2 separate regions of the Zea mays genome follow, and region 2 is linked to region 1. A link is a contact called in public Hi-C data. All regions are on one chromosome and are shown on one strand. The core of a region is the stretch at or near the end of the contact, and the rest is flanking DNA. Distances in the headings are between cores, read along the strand shown. Region 1 holds the start of mbd101 (methyl-binding domain 101). Region 2 holds the start of LOC100279213 (ARM REPEAT PROTEIN INTERACTING WITH ABF2).

Region 1 (4,228 bases), core at 716-3,215:
CTGGCGAGTGCTTTGCAGTACTTGATGTTTACTCGTCCAGATATCTCTTATGCAGTCCAGCAAGTTTGCCTTCATATGCATGACCCGCGTGAGCCTCACTTGACTGCTCTCAAGCGCATCCTTCTGTACTTGCAGGGTACTCCGGATTTCGGCCTTCGTTTTCACCGTTCCGCTACGACTGAACTCATTGTGTACACTGATGCTGATTGGGCAGGCTGCCCTGACACTCGCCGGTCTACTTCAAGCTATGCAATCTTCCTGGGTGACAATCTTGTGTCATGGTCCTCCAAGCGTCAAAACACAGTCTCTCGTTCGAGTGACGAGGTTGAGTATCGGGCTGTGGCTAATGGTGTTGCAGAAGCTTCCTAGTTGCGGCAGCTCTTGATGGAACTACATTCTCCTTTGACTCGCAGGAGCTTGGTCTATTATGACAATGTTAGTGCCGTCTACATGTCCTCTAACCCGGTTCAGCACCAGCGTACAAAGCATATTGAGATTGATCTTCACTTTGTTCGCGACAAGGTCGCCATTGGGGATGTTCGTCTTCCGACGACATCTTAGTTTGCTGACATTTTCACTAAAGGCATGTCGTCCTCGATCTTCACCGACTTTAGATCCAGTCTCAACATCTGTCGTGGCTAGAGTTGGGACTGCACGGGGGGGGGGGGGGGGGGGGGGGGGTTTAGAATATTTGTATAGGCCTTATGTGTGTGGGGGGTCGGGCTGTCATTTGCGTATGTACAGGCCCGGCCCATAGGTGTTGCGCCACCTCTGCTGGGAGGTTTTTCCCCCTGTCTTGCCGCCACCCTCCTGTAGGCGGCAGCCCTAGGGTTTCCTCCCCTCCTGTCTGCCTATATATGTTGCCCCTTGGGGTCCTATCAATACACACAAATCATAGGCGACTATCCCTGTCCAACAACTTGGATTCTAATAATGGCAAATGATTGTTTTGTTCTCTTAAATTCCTCCCTTCTGGTTACTAGCAATAAACTTAGACATTTACACCTAAAATCTGAACCAAAGCATAACAGCACACCAGCAACTTCTGTAATAATACATGTAAAACATTTCAAGAACTCAAAGACAAATTTCGCGTTTGCATTGATTCACCTGATAAAAACCGTGCATGACATGAAAGCATATACAAGACTCAAAGAGCAAACGATGGGTGCTTTAGAATCAATTTAAGATACTTTCTTTTCCATTTTCCCAATATTTCAGGTGCCTGATTTTTTAGATGACATCATGCAACATTTTTGTACAACTAACTAGTAGAGGTAAATTATTTTCTTATGATTTATCTTTGTATCATAACGTATCGAATTTTTGTCTTTGTTTGACTATAAAAATAGTTGTTAGCTGTCTTTGTGTCAACACGGATCAGATTTTATTGGGTTTGTGATTTTGTCTAATTGGTTTTTTATTCTCGAAACTGTAATTTTAGTATATAAAATATATGCAATAACCGTCGTCTAAAAAAACTAGAATTCAGGCATATGAATTTTAGCAAATCCCTTTCTTTTTATCAAAATGGATTTGCGGGAGAACCTATGTGTGAATCGACCCAACCCTAATCCCCAATGTCTGGAACTAAAATTGCACGCAATATTTTCCGTATCAAAAATCAAGCATGCATACTAGCACTACAATCTAGCGCGGACACAAACCTTTCGAAACAAAATAACCAGATGCAACCGATGAACCAAGTGGTTAATAGAGCCACTACTATATCCAACAAAGTCAACACCTGATAATGATGTATCTGGCACAAAACGAAGTACCCACATCAACGACGCAGGCCGCCAGGGCAAGAAGGGGCCAAAGCTACAGCGCATATCAATCCACAAAACAAGGTGCCATCGATCTGTGAGGAAGAGCGCGAAGAAGTGCAAACCTGAGAGGGGGCCGAACCCGGGGTCGACCCTGTTGTCATGCCGACGGCGAGGTGGCAGAGGGGCACAGGCGACACGGGGATTGGGGAATGGACGGGCTGTATCTGTTTGTGAGAGGAGGACTGCGGAGGGCCTGGTCGTCAACTAGAGATCGACAATGGGCCTGATTCCCAATTTCTTACCATGACTCGGATTGTTCTATGGGCCGCAGAAAACCCCCGGATAAACTTGGGGCGTAGCTTTCACAGGATGTGTGTGATCAGAAGCGTACTATAAACTCCTAGGTCAAATTTCGCGCATGCATCACGTGATCGGTTCATTGCATAGGTGCATGAGAATAGTCTCTAAATTCTACACTATAAAATTTAAAAATCAGATTGGATTAGAATAAACTCTATTTCTACTCATTTTTAAACTAAAAATTATTTATAGCGTTATTATTTTGTAAAGAATCATTTGGATCGCGATCCATTATCAATTACCACCCCTAGCTACGTCCAAGCTCGCGTCGTCCCGTGGACCGTGTGCAGCGGGTATTCGATTGGTGGGTTGGAGCCTACACCCGCGCCTGCAGCCATTGGCTCATTTTGGCTTGCTTGCCTACATGCGTGTAAACGCAGCTTTCCCACGTTTCCCGCGGGCCAGGCTCGTGCGAAGCCAGTGCGGGATACCAATCACGCGTGCAGAGGACGTGTGAATTCCCTGAAGACTCGCTGACTTCCGGACAAGTCAGCACCAATCTCGTAGACGCGGGGGACTGAACGTTCGGCGCATCGTGTGTGTAACTCCTCTTCTATCGAGAATAAGGCAGAGAGGGAGCTCCTACGAAAACAGAGACACATCAATAGGCATAGTCATCTTCTAGCTCGAGAACTCTTTGTAACTAAGAACATTGTGCAATACAACTCCACAAACTCACAGGGTGTAGGGTATTACACGCACAAGCGGCCCAAACCTTTATAATTCTATGTGTTCTGTCGTGCCCTAAACAAACCATCGAGCTACGATTGGTCTCGCCATCCTCCCAAAAGCACTATGCGGTATCCTGTAGTGTGTCGTCGGGACCAAACACCGACATTGTAGGCAATTCATTATTTTTAAATAGCAAGATGATTTTAGCCTCTCTAATCACCTTTGGTATCCTTGCTCAAAAAATCCCTTAGGATATGGGGATGGAGAAGTTTCTTCCCCCATAGGGATGTAAACAGGAAAAAATCTCCCTCGATAGATAAACGGGGACGGGGATAGGGAAACATTTCCTATCCTCATTCCCGCAGGGATCTATTAAACTTACACGTGACAATGTTTTCGTGTAATAGTTAATGATAAAAATAAAAAATTACCTTGTCAAGAGACCACTCATTATGCAAAATGTGTTCATTTTGATGTACACATAATGTTTTTCATTGACAATATGTATAAGTGACAATGTTTTGTATTAATAACAAATGGCATATGATTATAATTTAAGCGGGGAGGGGATCTTCGTCGAGGATTTATCCCCATGGGGTATGAGGATGGGAAACAAATATCCCCGCAAACGTTCATGGGTTTCCCTCGAGGAAAAAATTTTCATCACGAGGACGGGGAGCTATTCCTCGATGGGAAATTCCCTATTGCCATACCTAGTCAAGACTGAGGAATATGGAGCTTGTATTTTGTATGGGTTTGTCGGGGACCATAATTAGGGGTACCCTCAAGACGCCTAATTCTCAGCTGGTAACCCCCATCAGCATAAAGCTGCAAAGGCCTGATGGGCACGATTAAGTCAGGGATCAGTCCATACGAGTGACTCGATCACGCTTCACCCGAGCCTAGCCTCGGCCGAAGGCAGCCGACCTCGAGAGACTTCTGTCTCGCCCGAGGCCCCCTTTTTATGGCGGACACATCACCGGCTTGCCCAAGGCCTTGGCTTCGCTCAGAAGCAACCTTGACTAAATCACCACACCGACTGACCAAATTGCAGGTGCATTTAACGCAAAGGTGGCCTGACACCTCTATCCTGACACGCGCCCCCGGCAGAGCCGAGGTGACCGCCGTCACTCCACCGCTCCACTGGCCAGTCTGACAGAAGGACAGCGCCACCTGCGCCACTCCGACTGCAGTGCCACTCGACAGAGTGAGTCTGACAGGCAATTAGGCCTTGCCAAAGGCGCCACGGCGAACTCCGCTCCGCCCGACCCCAGGGCTCGGACTCGGGCTAAGACCCGGAAGACGGCGAACTCCGCTCCGCCCGACCCCAGGGCTCGGACTCGGGCTAAGACCCGGAAGACGGCGAACTCCGCTCCGCCCGACCCCAGGGCTCGGACTCAGGCTAAGACCCGAAAGACGACGAA
Region 2 (4,228 bases), core at 917-3,416, 970 kb before region 1:
TCAGTGGGCGAGGTGGACAACGGAGTTTTCTGGGTCAGGGAGGCCATGGACGACCGAGCTTCAGCCACCCGGGGATCCCGAGCCTACCCTCGTGTGGGACCATGCTCCGTCGCCCCCGTCGGCGGGGTTTTCACTGGTGTGGTTTGTGGTCTTGTCGTGGCTTCCTTTGGCGATCCCGAGGGAGATTTCCTCTTGGGTGGAGTCGCTATGCGATGAAGAATCCCCTCCGTATCTGCTACGCAGGAGATGGTTCTGAAGCAGAAGACTGCTCCTGTGCTGAAGGTGATCATGCTCTTGAAGACGATGGCCATAGAGTCGGCGTTGATCAACGACGCACCCCTACCTGGCGCAACAACTGTCGGTGTTTGTTACCCGACCGCACACCCCGGGGTTACCCTCACAGTGCTTTTGGGTAGGACGACGTCGTTGATTGTGACTCGATGGTTCATGCGGTAGCACGATGGGAGAAACACATAAGCTTGAGTAGGTTCGAGTCGCTCGAGAGGCGTAATACCCTACGTCCTATGATGGTTTTTGGTATTGAGGCGAGTTTACAAGCTATGGACTATGAGAATGGTGGACTGAGGGTGAGATGAAAATGGAAGGGGTGCCTCCTGGCCTTATATACACAACCAAGGATAGCCCTCCGTACAGATGACGATCACAATCCCTTTTTCTTATCTCCTGATTTATAGCGAACAATCTTCCTTGATCTCGGGGAATTCTTACGTTCTCGCGCTCGAGTTATCGCCGACGGTTTAGCCTGTCAGGTGGGCGCAACCAACCCCGCTTGACATACCCGTGCTCTTGTAACATCTAACTCGGACGTGTGCCTCTTTCGTATTAGAACATGTTTACCTCTGTTGGTTTCCTTTATCCGGTCCACCACAAGACGCCTCAGGAGGGCTCCTGCTAGGTGGCTCAGACGTGGACCCGGGGATATCCATCCCCCACAGTACTCAAAAAGACCCAAAGGCCTTCCAAAGACGGCCCACTAACCGCCCGGTCTGCCTGCTAAGCAGCTCGGCGCGAAGGTCCAAAAGGCCTCCATGTGACGGCCCGCCAAGCCGACCAACCTGTCCGCCTAGCAACCTAGCGAGGCGGGGCTGCCGACCAACCTGCCAACCGAGCAACCAGCGAGGCGGGGCTGCCGACCAACCTGCCCACCAAGCAACCCAACAAGGCGACATCCGACTCTCAGGCGAACATCTCTATTGAAAAGAAGAACCGACCTAGTACTATCGAGTCACGTCGATGCGATGAGATATCACCGAGCCATACCCAGAATGTAGAAGCGGTGACGAGTAAATTTGATGTTCAACACTCTGGTGCGGCAAGGTGAAAAGGGGGCGACTAGGATTTGGTGTCATGCGAGCCACCTTACGAGAGATGATGTGAGTTGAAATTGTGATTTCTCATTAGCTATATAGAATACATTTATGCAGGATATAGAAGCAATGAGATCGGTCACCATGCACCGTTTGAATTAGGGGTGGATATCGAGCTGGCTCGACTCGGTTCGAGTTGGCTCGTTAAGATAACGAGCTGGCTCGGCTCGACTCGTTATGTTAACAAGCTGAAAAACCAACTCGGCTCGACTCGTTTGCCAACTCGAGCTGGCTCGTTTAGCTCACGAGCCAGCTCGATAATACCATGTCTAGTGTCTACAAACGGATATAAAAACATGTAGCAAAAGAAAAGAATGAGATATATTTAAAAAAAAGAATAGAGTTTGCAACTTAAGATTCCACACTCAACAAAGAACAAGATTAACTATAGTAGAGTACAAGATTAACTATTTTGGATCCGAATTATTGTAATTTGACTAATTACTCCAACTCATTTGGCTCGCGAGTCAGCTGGCTCGTTATTGTAACGAGTTGAAATACAAGCTCAACTCGTTACAAATTATAAACGAGTCGAGTTGAGTCGAGCCACTATTAAGTCGAGTCGAGCGAGTTAACGAGCTATGAGTTTTTCGTCCAACCCTATTAAAGGTTTGAACGTTTCAAATTAGATGTGTTTATTATGGATATATACGATTTTTTTTATGGGTCTGCGGGTAAGTTTTCGTTCCCACGCACATTCATTTTTTTCCCTTCTCATTTCTACTTTTCTATCCAACACGACCCTACCGGCTACCGCGCCGGAATCACACTGCTTGTGCCTTTTCCTCCTCAACCCGACACGCTCTCCGCGCCGTCGTCGACCAATCGAATGGAGGCGGAGCAGCAAAAGCAGCAGCCCCAGCGCCCGCGCCGAAAGGGGCTGAAGCGGAAGCTGGAGGACGAGGCATCCGCCGCCGTCGCCGCCGCCGCCACATCCGCAGCAGCATCCGCCGCCGCCGCCTCGCTCGGCAGCGCGGGCGCCGACGATGACAACGAGGAGGAGGACGGCTCGGCGGGCACCCCCGAGATCTGCTGCCGCCACTCCCACGCGGCTCTTGCCCGCGAGGTCCGCGCGCAGGTTGATGCCCTCGTCCGCTGCGCCTCCTCGTGGCGCCACGCCGACCGCGCCGCCGCCAAGCGCGCCACCCATGTCCTCGCCGAGCTCGCCAAAAACGGTAACCTCCCTTTTCCAAACCTCATTCCGGCCGCACCGGTCCGTGCTCCCGCATCCTTACTGAGTGGATCTGGTGGTCCTCAATTGAACAGAGGAGGTTGTCAACGTGATTGTGGAGGGCGGTGCCGTGGCGGCCTTGGTGTGCCACCTAGAAGAGCCTGCTGTGGCGGCGCCAACGCAGGAGGAACAACAACTGCGGCCGTTTGAGCATGAGGTTGAGAAGGGCGCTGCCTTCGCTCTGGGCCTCCTAGCTGTAAAGGTTTCTTTATTAATTCCCTAATTTAGTTGTAGATGCACTTTGGTACCAATGCAATTACTTGTATGACCGACGAATTTATGTTGTACATAGTATGAATTTTCAAGTTTCCTGTGACATGGGAATATGGGATTACAATGTTTATGAGCTTCAACTATCCCATATATGTACAGTAATTCTGAACGCCTGAACCTGCATCGTCATATATCTGTATTTCTTGCAAGACTGTAAGATCCTATTCCTTTTAATAGTTAGAGAATTCTAGAAAATTCCAAGTGCTATCTACTTTATACTTTGCTCTAGTACCCTTTATAAAAACTTAAGAGCCTAAGAAATACTAAACCCTCTAGTTCTGTGGGGATCTTTAATAGTTGTGTTTTGAGCATTAATGCTTTATTGTTGTGTACTTCTCACCAAGTTACTATTAATCATTTATTTTGTGTCTCACTGTAACAGCCTGAACATCAACAACTTGTAGTTGATGCTGGTGCATTACCTCCTCTAGTGAAACTCTTGAAAAGGCAGAAAAATACTACAAATTCGAGGGTGGTTAATAGCGTTATCAAGAGAGCAGCTGATGCAATTACCAATCTTGCACATGAGAATAGCAACATTAAAACTAGCGTCAGGTTTTGTTTTATGCCTCTTTGATCATTTGATAACCTTTTCCTCGAGAAGTTTTCACTTGCTGATGGTTTTGTTGTACTGCAGAATGGAAGGTGGAATCCCACCACTTGTTCAATTGCTAGAATCACAGGATCTTAAGGTGCAAAGAGCAGCTGCTGGGGCCTTGCGTACTTTAGCCTTTAAAAATGATGAAAATAAAACTCAGGTGACATATCAAAATCAATGAAGGCTATACTTATGTTAGATTTTGACATCTGAACTTGCATATGCTTTTTACACATATTCATGACATGGTAAATTCCTGTAATGCAGATTGTTCAATGCAATGCTTTGCCAACTTTGATCTTAATGCTGCGATCTGAAGATGCTGCAATTCACTATGAAGCAGTAAGGCCTCGTGCTATTCTCCAGTTTTGATTATGAGGCACTGAATATTCTGATGTCAACTCCACTTCACTAAGAGCATTTTTCACACTGTTGAGATGCATCTTTTGACTGATTACGAGCAGGCTAATGTTGTTACAGATAAATGATCATATCCTTTGAAATTGTGCCATTCTACAGTTTTGCACAATCCTTAAGCAGCATTAATTATTGCAAGGCTTTATGAAATATAAAATTTTAATATTCCATCTTGAAACTTTATGCTGGATCATAACGCTGTATATTTACTTGGGAATTTTTCATGCTGGACCATGTTCCATCCTCGGTACATGGAAAATTTAGAATGTATTTCTGAAGTTGAATAGAAACTTAATTTCGTTGGCTGTTAGCAGTTACCTT

What was found. A called contact is a pair of places that touch in the nucleus more often than the background predicts.
Region 2: a contact with region 1 is called in a Hi-C map of ear, with 3 times the contacts expected there. The contact joins the promoter of LOC100279213 here to the promoter of mbd101 in region 1. A contact is called at or near these places in 2 of 25 Hi-C or Micro-C datasets (ear and tassel).

What each region holds. Positions count from the first base shown.
Region 1 is chr8:109,390,429-109,394,656 of Zm-B73-REFERENCE-NAM-5.0, reverse strand. mbd101 (methyl-binding domain 101) reads right to left here and starts at 1,965. Exons shown (of 2, transcript NM_001111702.1): 1 at 1,895-1,965. The coding sequence starts at 1,933.
Region 2 is chr8:110,360,753-110,364,980 of Zm-B73-REFERENCE-NAM-5.0, reverse strand. LOC100279213 (ARM REPEAT PROTEIN INTERACTING WITH ABF2) reads left to right here and starts at 2,166. Exons shown (of 20, transcript NM_001152237.2): 1 at 2,166-2,563; 2 at 2,655-2,821; 3 at 3,275-3,447; 4 at 3,530-3,650; 5 at 3,758-3,832. The coding sequence starts at 2,218.